Regions from separate parts of the Anser cygnoides genome. Here region 1 is linked to region 2. Evidence: chromatin contacts called from public Hi-C data. All regions are on one chromosome and are shown on one strand. Each heading gives the region's core, a stretch centred on a gene start, on an enhancer-like site or on the middle of the called end of the contact. The rest is flanking DNA. Distances are from core to core; before and after follow the strand shown. Region 1 has its middle 36 kb from the start of ABCA1. Region 2 overlaps LPL (lipoprotein lipase).

What was found. Hi-C and Micro-C count contacts between places; a contact is called where the count stands out from the background.
Region 1: a contact with region 2 is called in a Hi-C map of liver, with 2.8 times the contacts expected there. The contact joins two enhancer-like sites. A contact is called at or near these places in 2 of 7 Hi-C or Micro-C datasets (both in liver).

What each region holds. Positions count from the first base shown.
Region 1 is chrZ:33,260,988-33,264,751 of Taihu_goose_T2T_genome, forward strand. No RefSeq gene overlaps it. Among named protein-coding and RNA genes, the nearest start is that of ABCA1, 36 kb to the left of the region's middle. Within about 2 kb of position 1,289, at least 1 of the 3 cell types and tissues checked has open chromatin away from gene starts, as enhancers often do. A contact at or near this core is called in liver, where this site is marked.
Region 2 is chrZ:32,944,006-32,947,864 of Taihu_goose_T2T_genome, forward strand. It overlaps LPL (lipoprotein lipase), which reads right to left. Exons shown (of 10, transcript XM_048051490.2): 8 at 3,781-3,859; 9 at 2,494-2,598; 10 at 1-1,488. The coding sequence ends at 1,443. Among named protein-coding and RNA genes, the nearest start is that of LPL, 14 kb to the right of the region's middle. Within about 2 kb of position 2,251, at least 2 of the 3 cell types and tissues checked have open chromatin away from gene starts, as enhancers often do. A contact at or near this core is called in liver, where this site is marked.

The DNA.
Region 1 (3,764 bases), core at 39-2,538, 320 kb after region 2:
GTCAAGAAAATTTCCAGCAAAGCAAGCCTGCTGTAGTTCTGAGGCCTGGCAAACTCTGTACAAAACCTGTGATTTTTTTGACCACTACTGCATTACTAGGCTATAAGTCTACAAAATCTGCCCCAGCTGTGAAGTTCACTCATGAGACTGTTCTCTCCACATTCAGGATGTATTAGAAGAAGCATTCCCAGTCACCTATGAAAAATAAAAGCAAGTTTTTAGCACTAATCTGCCAGCATCAATTATATGTCAAAGAAGGTGCAGTCCCCATGAAAGGGAGAGTTTGAAGACCTTCCTGTAAGTCATTCCAACCCTATCCCCAAAGCAAATAGGAGGCTTGCAGTGAGTCTCAAGCTCTGGACCCAGCTCTGCTGCAACAGTACCATGTGTCAGACATGCCTTAGAGTAACACCCATGCTTCTAAAAACATGCAGAATTATGCAGAGAGAGGTGACATCTGCTCCTGCCTATGAAAATGAGGGATTTCTAAGATTTCATATTGGTTGGCCAGAAATAGAAAATTTCTGAGTAATAAAAATTATGATTCAGTATTTTTAAATCAAATGGCTAGAAATCCATAATAATCCATAATTCAGCATAAATACCAGAAAAAGGTCCAAAGCAGTTTTGGTGCAGATTTCCAAATTCATAGCTGAAGAGGGAGTGGCACACACTTAACCCCAAATGTTAAATATGTAAACTCTGAATACATGGACACTTTGGCATTCTGCAGAGTAGTATGCCTGAAACAACAATCTAAATTAATGCTACTTTATAGCTCCTTTAGGAAAAAGAACAAACAAAAAATATCACAACTTTCACAAAATCCAACATCTTCTGCATATGTAGTTTAGTATTAATATTACTACATGAATAATTAAGCATCAAGCATAACATGAAGTTCTTTTGGACCTTTTGATTTACATAATAGATAAATATGAACAAAACATTTTATAAATACAGACAAAACTTAGTTAGTAAACATTTCTGCTTTTAAGCTTTGATTTTTGGCTACTAGTCATTAATATTTCCATAATGAATTTCATTCTTTAACTTATTAAATTTGGAGACTTTGGTCTGTCTCTAAAAAGCAAACTGATAGTCTGAGTGTATGCCAAAGTCTAATAGGTGTCTTTTACTAGGCATAGATCAGTACAAATACTGTCTGATTCTTCTTTTGCATTTAATAATGCCTATCATCTATCACTTGTTCAGCTTCAGAAGTACTGCATATTCAAATTGCTTTAATATCTCTAAATTAAAGTCTGATCATGAATACACATAGAGCAAATAGCAAATTCACAGCTTTATAAAAGTAATATTAGCTGGGGAGAAAAAATATTTTACCCATAAATAACCATAAATTTTTAATAACTAAATACAGTACAGGAGCTGATATATTCTGATAGAAATTTTTGGTTTTGATAAAGTGACTTTTTCGCCACAGAGTTTCTGCTAAATTATTTGATCAGCACTGTTAAGAGACAATCCAGTAATTACAGAAACATGCAATTATCTTTAATCACCTGATCTGTCCATTTTACTGAGATAAGTGAGATCAGCTCAATGTTAATTTTTGTCCACTTGTCAAATAAAAATGATTCTCCAAGCAATCCATGAGATAATGGTGGTTAATAATTAAAAAAAAAAAAAAAAAAAAGCATCCCCCTTTCTTTCGTAATAGGTTTGGGTCTCCTTTTTTACGTTTAAATCCAAGTTTGTGTACTCTTCCCATGGACAAGTATGTCTTGAGAGGATCACTTTGTTAAAACCTTTAGGTTTCATCACTCCTACACATGCCATTTTAAAAAGTTGAATTGATTTTACATTAATTCCTTGTTAAAAAGGGGAAAAAAAAAAAAAGTTGGGTCCCATCTACCCACAAAGGCTTTAAGCAAAGGGTGACCAACTCATGTTCTTGAGCAGATGATGCATTCCAGGTGCCGTTCTGGTGCCAGACAGTAATATTTTGTACAGGTGGGGATTGATGGGTAATCCAGACCCTACACGAAGGAGGAAAGGAGCCAAGAAGTGGCTCTCAGGGTGTCTTGGGTTGCCCTGAGGTCCATAGGCTAACCAGTCCTAACTCCACCTATAGTGGTGTGTAATCAAGCCCTGGTGATCAGTATTATCTCCTGCCTGTGAACAGCCCTGGAAAACCCTACCTCCTTGATCGTCCATGCGTGTAGTGCATTGCTTGTGGTTATCTGCCACGTGAAGACTTTGGTATATGTCTCACTGCCAGGAGGTTGGGTTACCCTTACTTTGACCCCTGCATTAATGTGAGTGATTGCAATATTTTTCTATATATATACAGTCTGTTCACATGGGGAGGTCTGTTCATCCAGGAACTGTCCCTTTGTTTCCTCGTTCTATAAAAACATCTGGAACAACTGTCTGATGGCACACATCAACACTGAATTACTTAGCTCCCTTGTTCATTCCTTGTTCTGCTTGCTTCCATAATCTCCATTAAATAAATAAATAAACAAATACCAATTGCATAGCTTATGTAATCCTCTGTTGTTTTTTGTTGTTGTTGTTGTTTGTTTTTGGGGGAGCAGGGGTGAGGGGATTGTTGTTGGATAGCAAACTAATTCCCTCTCATATAAGACCTAAGTGTAATTTTGGAAGCGGCTAACTCCAGTCAAAAGGCAATCTGGATAAAACAGCATCTCAGGTCTGCCATATATAATCTTTTCAGTCATATCCCAGAAGGTTTTGCACCCTCGAAACACCCCTGCACGCCCTCAGGCCACAGCCATTTCAGTTTCAGGCTAAAAACCATCAAGCTGCTATGCTGAACTCCCCCACCCCCAGCCATCACAGAAAACAGTAGCTGCCTCATGGCCACAGGGCATCACTACACCAAACACTTACGTGGTGTGGATGTGACCACCTAGGTCTTGAGTCACCAACAGCTGCGTACTTAACTCTGCATCACTTGAGCTGAAGAGAAAGAGCTGGATGCAGCTAGGCAGGATATACATCCAAGAACACTTCCCATTATCAATTAACTTGTCACTTCATAAAGTCTGTTTTAGTACAGAACTTCAGCAGCGACCTCAAATGTGTTTATAATAAAGCCAGGTCTGTACCACTGACAGCACACACTGCAGTAATGTTATTTTGTACTAATCTGCTTCAGGTCCTACAGGAGGAATTGGTTCTGCAGGGATTTACAGAAAACAGCTGAAGTATTAGGGAGAATAAGCTGGTCTCCAAGCTTAATGGTTATATGAGTGTTTAAAAAAGCATATTTACATGAAGGTGAAAGAGTGTGTCACATTTGAATTAAAGGTCTAGGCTAGGCTGTATAAAGGTTATTTGTCAGCTCTCTGGTAACATATTTGCAAAGTAGGAGGGTGGCTTATGTATGGTTGCCCTCCAGGACTCTGTCTCCTGCCTTGGTGAAGCACATTTGAATGAAAGTGACAATCTAGAGAGCCATACCCTGCTCTGAGGTGCACTTCAACAGGATGAGAGGTAACGCTACAAATCTGAGAAACTCTAATGTGGTATCAGTAAAAACATTATGAAGGTGGTCAGCCACTGAACAGGGGCCCGGAGTGGCCTGTTGGGGGATCTCCATTCTTCAAGGCTCAGCTGGGTAATGCCCTGAAAAACCTGGTCTCATTGACCTGCTTTGAGAAGGCAGTTGGACCAGAGACCTTCAGAGCTTCTTTCCAACTCAGTTACTCTAGGGATCAATGGTGCTTTCAAGTCTGTGAAAACTTCAATGACAAAATGTGGTTCTCTGGGAA
Region 2 (3,859 bases), core at 1,001-3,500:
ACCACCTCCACACTTTGTCTTGCACATGTGGGAAAAGACTATGAAAACCAGCATCAATACATCAACATTACACTTCTCCAAATGTCTACCTTCAAACCCTTCTACCTCCCCGGTATTTTGTTTATCCTCTAGAAAGCTAAATGAAGGCTATTGAATTTTCCCAAGCACTAGAAAAATTACACATTACTTCAAGAAAGGGAAAGCAGAAAGCCTTCAATATATCTGTTTTTGGCAACTCACAGCACGTCTAATTCAAGTGTTTCTCAGACCATTCATTTTTGTGCATCAAAAAATCAGGCTCTTTTTAAATGTCACAGATCTTGCTCCCTGCTGAATTCCACCTCAAGGCGGAAAACCAAGCAACTCCTAGTATCTGGCATCACATCACAGCCAAGCAACAAATGAAGGCTGGTCACTGGAAGTCACAATTCCAGTACAGGGAAGCAGGGGTATGCTGGTCACCTGTGGATTTAGTTGCACTGCAAACCAGATATAGCTGTCACACAGCTGCATGAATGGCATTTAGTGTCAAACAGCACTGAAACTCTTAGTTTTAGCATCAGGGATGCAAGCAAGTGGTTAAAAAAAAAGTCCATTCCCTGCAGTTTCTGGTAGCTCAACTCCATTGCCGTTCCTTACTCAGCACAGTGTTGGAGGTTTGATGGCTCCATTTTCAGGGGAATGAAAGCACAAATGAAAAGCTGAATGTCTGCATAGGACACTGGTATTGCTGTCTTCTCCTACAACTGCTATTTATTACAGGTTACGCTGCATAGAAGTATATAGTTTAACAGACCATAAGTACTGCTAAGCAGCACTGGCATTTACCCCCAGTAAAGCACATTCATAACCACAAACTAAAAAATTCATCCCCATATTGAGTCAGTCCCTGACATCTTTTGGATACAGCTTTACACACAGCAAAAGTATTTTTTCACATGAGAAGCCTACCTATTTGCTAAACACACACCTGAAGACAATGAACTCTAGCCACTGAACTGTCTGAAAATTCAGATAGCCAAGCAAGGAGGAAATAAAAGTCCAGTTCCAGAAGACTCCAGAAAGAAACCAGGTACAGGTCTCTGCTTCTTTTCAATAAATACTACAAAACTGCTATAGAGGAACTGATGTCAAGAAACTTTGTCACAAGGCACCATGATTAAGCAAAAATCACTTATTCCTTCCTAACACTCAAGCCTTTGGCAATTTGTTGCGGGGATTTCTTTGTTTTAAACAACTATTCGATAATGTATCTTTATGGTTAGTATTTTGTATGCTGAGACTTCCTTACAAGAAGCCTCCTAAGTAGCTAGGAATAGCAGGCAAAAAGGCCAGTGGCGGATAAATATTTCTATATATTTGGTTCTGAACATCCAGTTCATTGGGATGAACAGACTCTCCTCCTCCCCAGTGTGGAAAAAAAATCTTAATTCTTGTCACTTTTAAGCAGATTCCTGTGCAGAATTTTCTTTAGAGGCTTTCTTGGCTCTGTGGGAAGAAAAAAAACAATACAGACAAGGTGAAGAGAAAGACATAAGACACTTGTTCAATTTTTGTCTTGTTTTGAGACTTAAGATCCAAAAACAATACTCAACAGGAAAATAAGTTATGTGGTTGGGCCGTTCCTGGCCGCCACTGAATTTTACAGGTGTGTCAGACAAACACACATGCACACACACACACAGAGCTCCCAAGGCCTCGCCAGGTCATTGCCCTGGAGTGAAGGTCAGCACATGTGCCTTTTTATGCAGAAAAAAAGATCTAAGTCTACAAGTATCCCCATGAGACCTTTCACTGATAGCAACTGCACTAAAATAAATATAACCGCTTCTCCAGCTCAAACTTTAGTGGATAAAGTCCAAGTAAAATTGTCCTCACATTTAAAGTTTACTCTGGGTCAGAAAAGTTACTAATCAGGAAAAAAATATGCATTAAACACGCAGATGTAATCTTGCTATAAATTTGAGGTGCGAATCTCAGGAAGTCACTAATCCAGAGGAAAGTAGTGTGCCAGTGAGAGTACCTCCATGTGCCTGCCCTGTTTCTGTCTATACCAGCCTCCAGACCCACGTCTAGCCTAAGGAAGGGCTCTGGACTGACTCAGCATGGGTGCTTGGATGTCCTTGCATTAAGGGTGAACATAGAACTCCTTCAGACAGAAGAAAGCTTTCCTCTGTGTTAGTGCCCTCTAAAACCAGAGGGTTTGTTAGTAAACCCTCTTTAACAGTAAGATTTATACTTCACCACCACCACAGTGTGAGAGGGACTTGCACTTGCTTTGCAGGTGTGGTAACAACCACATGAGGAGATGGTTAGCAGAGAACAGTCTGGGGCTTTTAAGCTACAAAAGCTCCTACAAGCAAACCTCAAATTAGACTGAGTTGCGATGTTTCTGCATTGTTTAGAATATTAGTGCAGAATCAATCAAATCTCGAAGTTTTATGAAACCCATTCATGTTTCCACAACCTTAAGACAATGGTGCGTGCTCTTACCCTCCCCTTTTCCTGTTGACAGGCTGCTCCAGGCATTTCACAAATATTGCTGCCTCTTCTCCTTTACCAAGACGTGAGGTGCCATCTCGAGAACAGAACACCACCCTGTGAAATAGATGTTGGACATTTAGATGACTGAGCCAGACATCTTCTTTTAACTGCAGGAACAGGATGCTGGGAAGCAGTGTTCACACTGCCACGTGGGGCACTACTGCTTTACCAGCCTGGGAAAATCACTGGCAGAAAATTATTTTAAAAAATATAAAGAAAAAATTCCGTAAGAAAAGAATCACCGTGTAAGAAAAACTGGTAAATGCAGGATGTATGGACCTCAAACTTTTGTTAGCCCTTTGCATAAAACCTTGTTGTGGCTGAGAGAGCAGAGGCTCTACCTCGAAGTCTCTTGGTTCTGTATTTACACTAGTCGTGTGACTTTTCCTTTAGGTTAATGATCTTGGAAGAAAGCCTTGCTCCCTTGAATATTTGCAAACAGAGTAGGTTGCCAATTCCAGCAAACCTGAGTGGTTGCTTTTCTACTTATCAGTACTTTCCCAACCCCTATATTTGTTCAGCTCTGATAACTGTTTTTTTGATAAAGTGACTGCCTTGTTTATTTAAAGGAGGAACATACTATTCACAACACTGTACACAGGACATGCACATTCTCTGTTCCAGACCCATTTTCTGCTAACAGATCTCACGTCTAATGAATCTAAATACTTCAAAAGATTCAGGGGAAAGCAGTACTGCTCAGATTAACTGCTGTTTTAGCATTCATGTATTAGCAACATCTGCAGCATTCATGTGTTTCATTTCCCACCCACCATTAAGATACGTCCTACTCTTCAGAAAATCCAGCTTAACGAAGCAATCATTTCCAGTGTGAATGCATTTTTTGGAAATGTTTCTGAAAAGTTTACTTTTAAGCAGGCTCTTTGCATGAAAACCTGTGCATGTGTCCAGCAAGAGAAAGGAGAAATTGCAAATACAATCAGAGCTTCTCGTTGAGATCCTCTCTTGCATATTATAACCAACCTGAGGCAAATGAGACAGTGGGATGCAAATGAATTCTGTGGGAGTGAAATTACAGATTGCAGATCCCAGTGGAGGCAAACAGCTGAACATGGCTGAAATAAATGCAGGTTTGGTGCTACTGGAGCCCTGACTATCAGTGTTGCACTCATTTACAACTGCTTTCCATGTTTTGTCCCGCCCCGTGAGATACCATGATTAGAGTAACACTGGCAATTAAAACTAAGATACTTTATGACAATGAAAACAAGTTACTTTTTCTGAGTTTCGCCTGACTTCACTCTGACTCTCTGGATGTTGAATGTAAAAGGAGTCCACCAGTCTGACCAGCTGA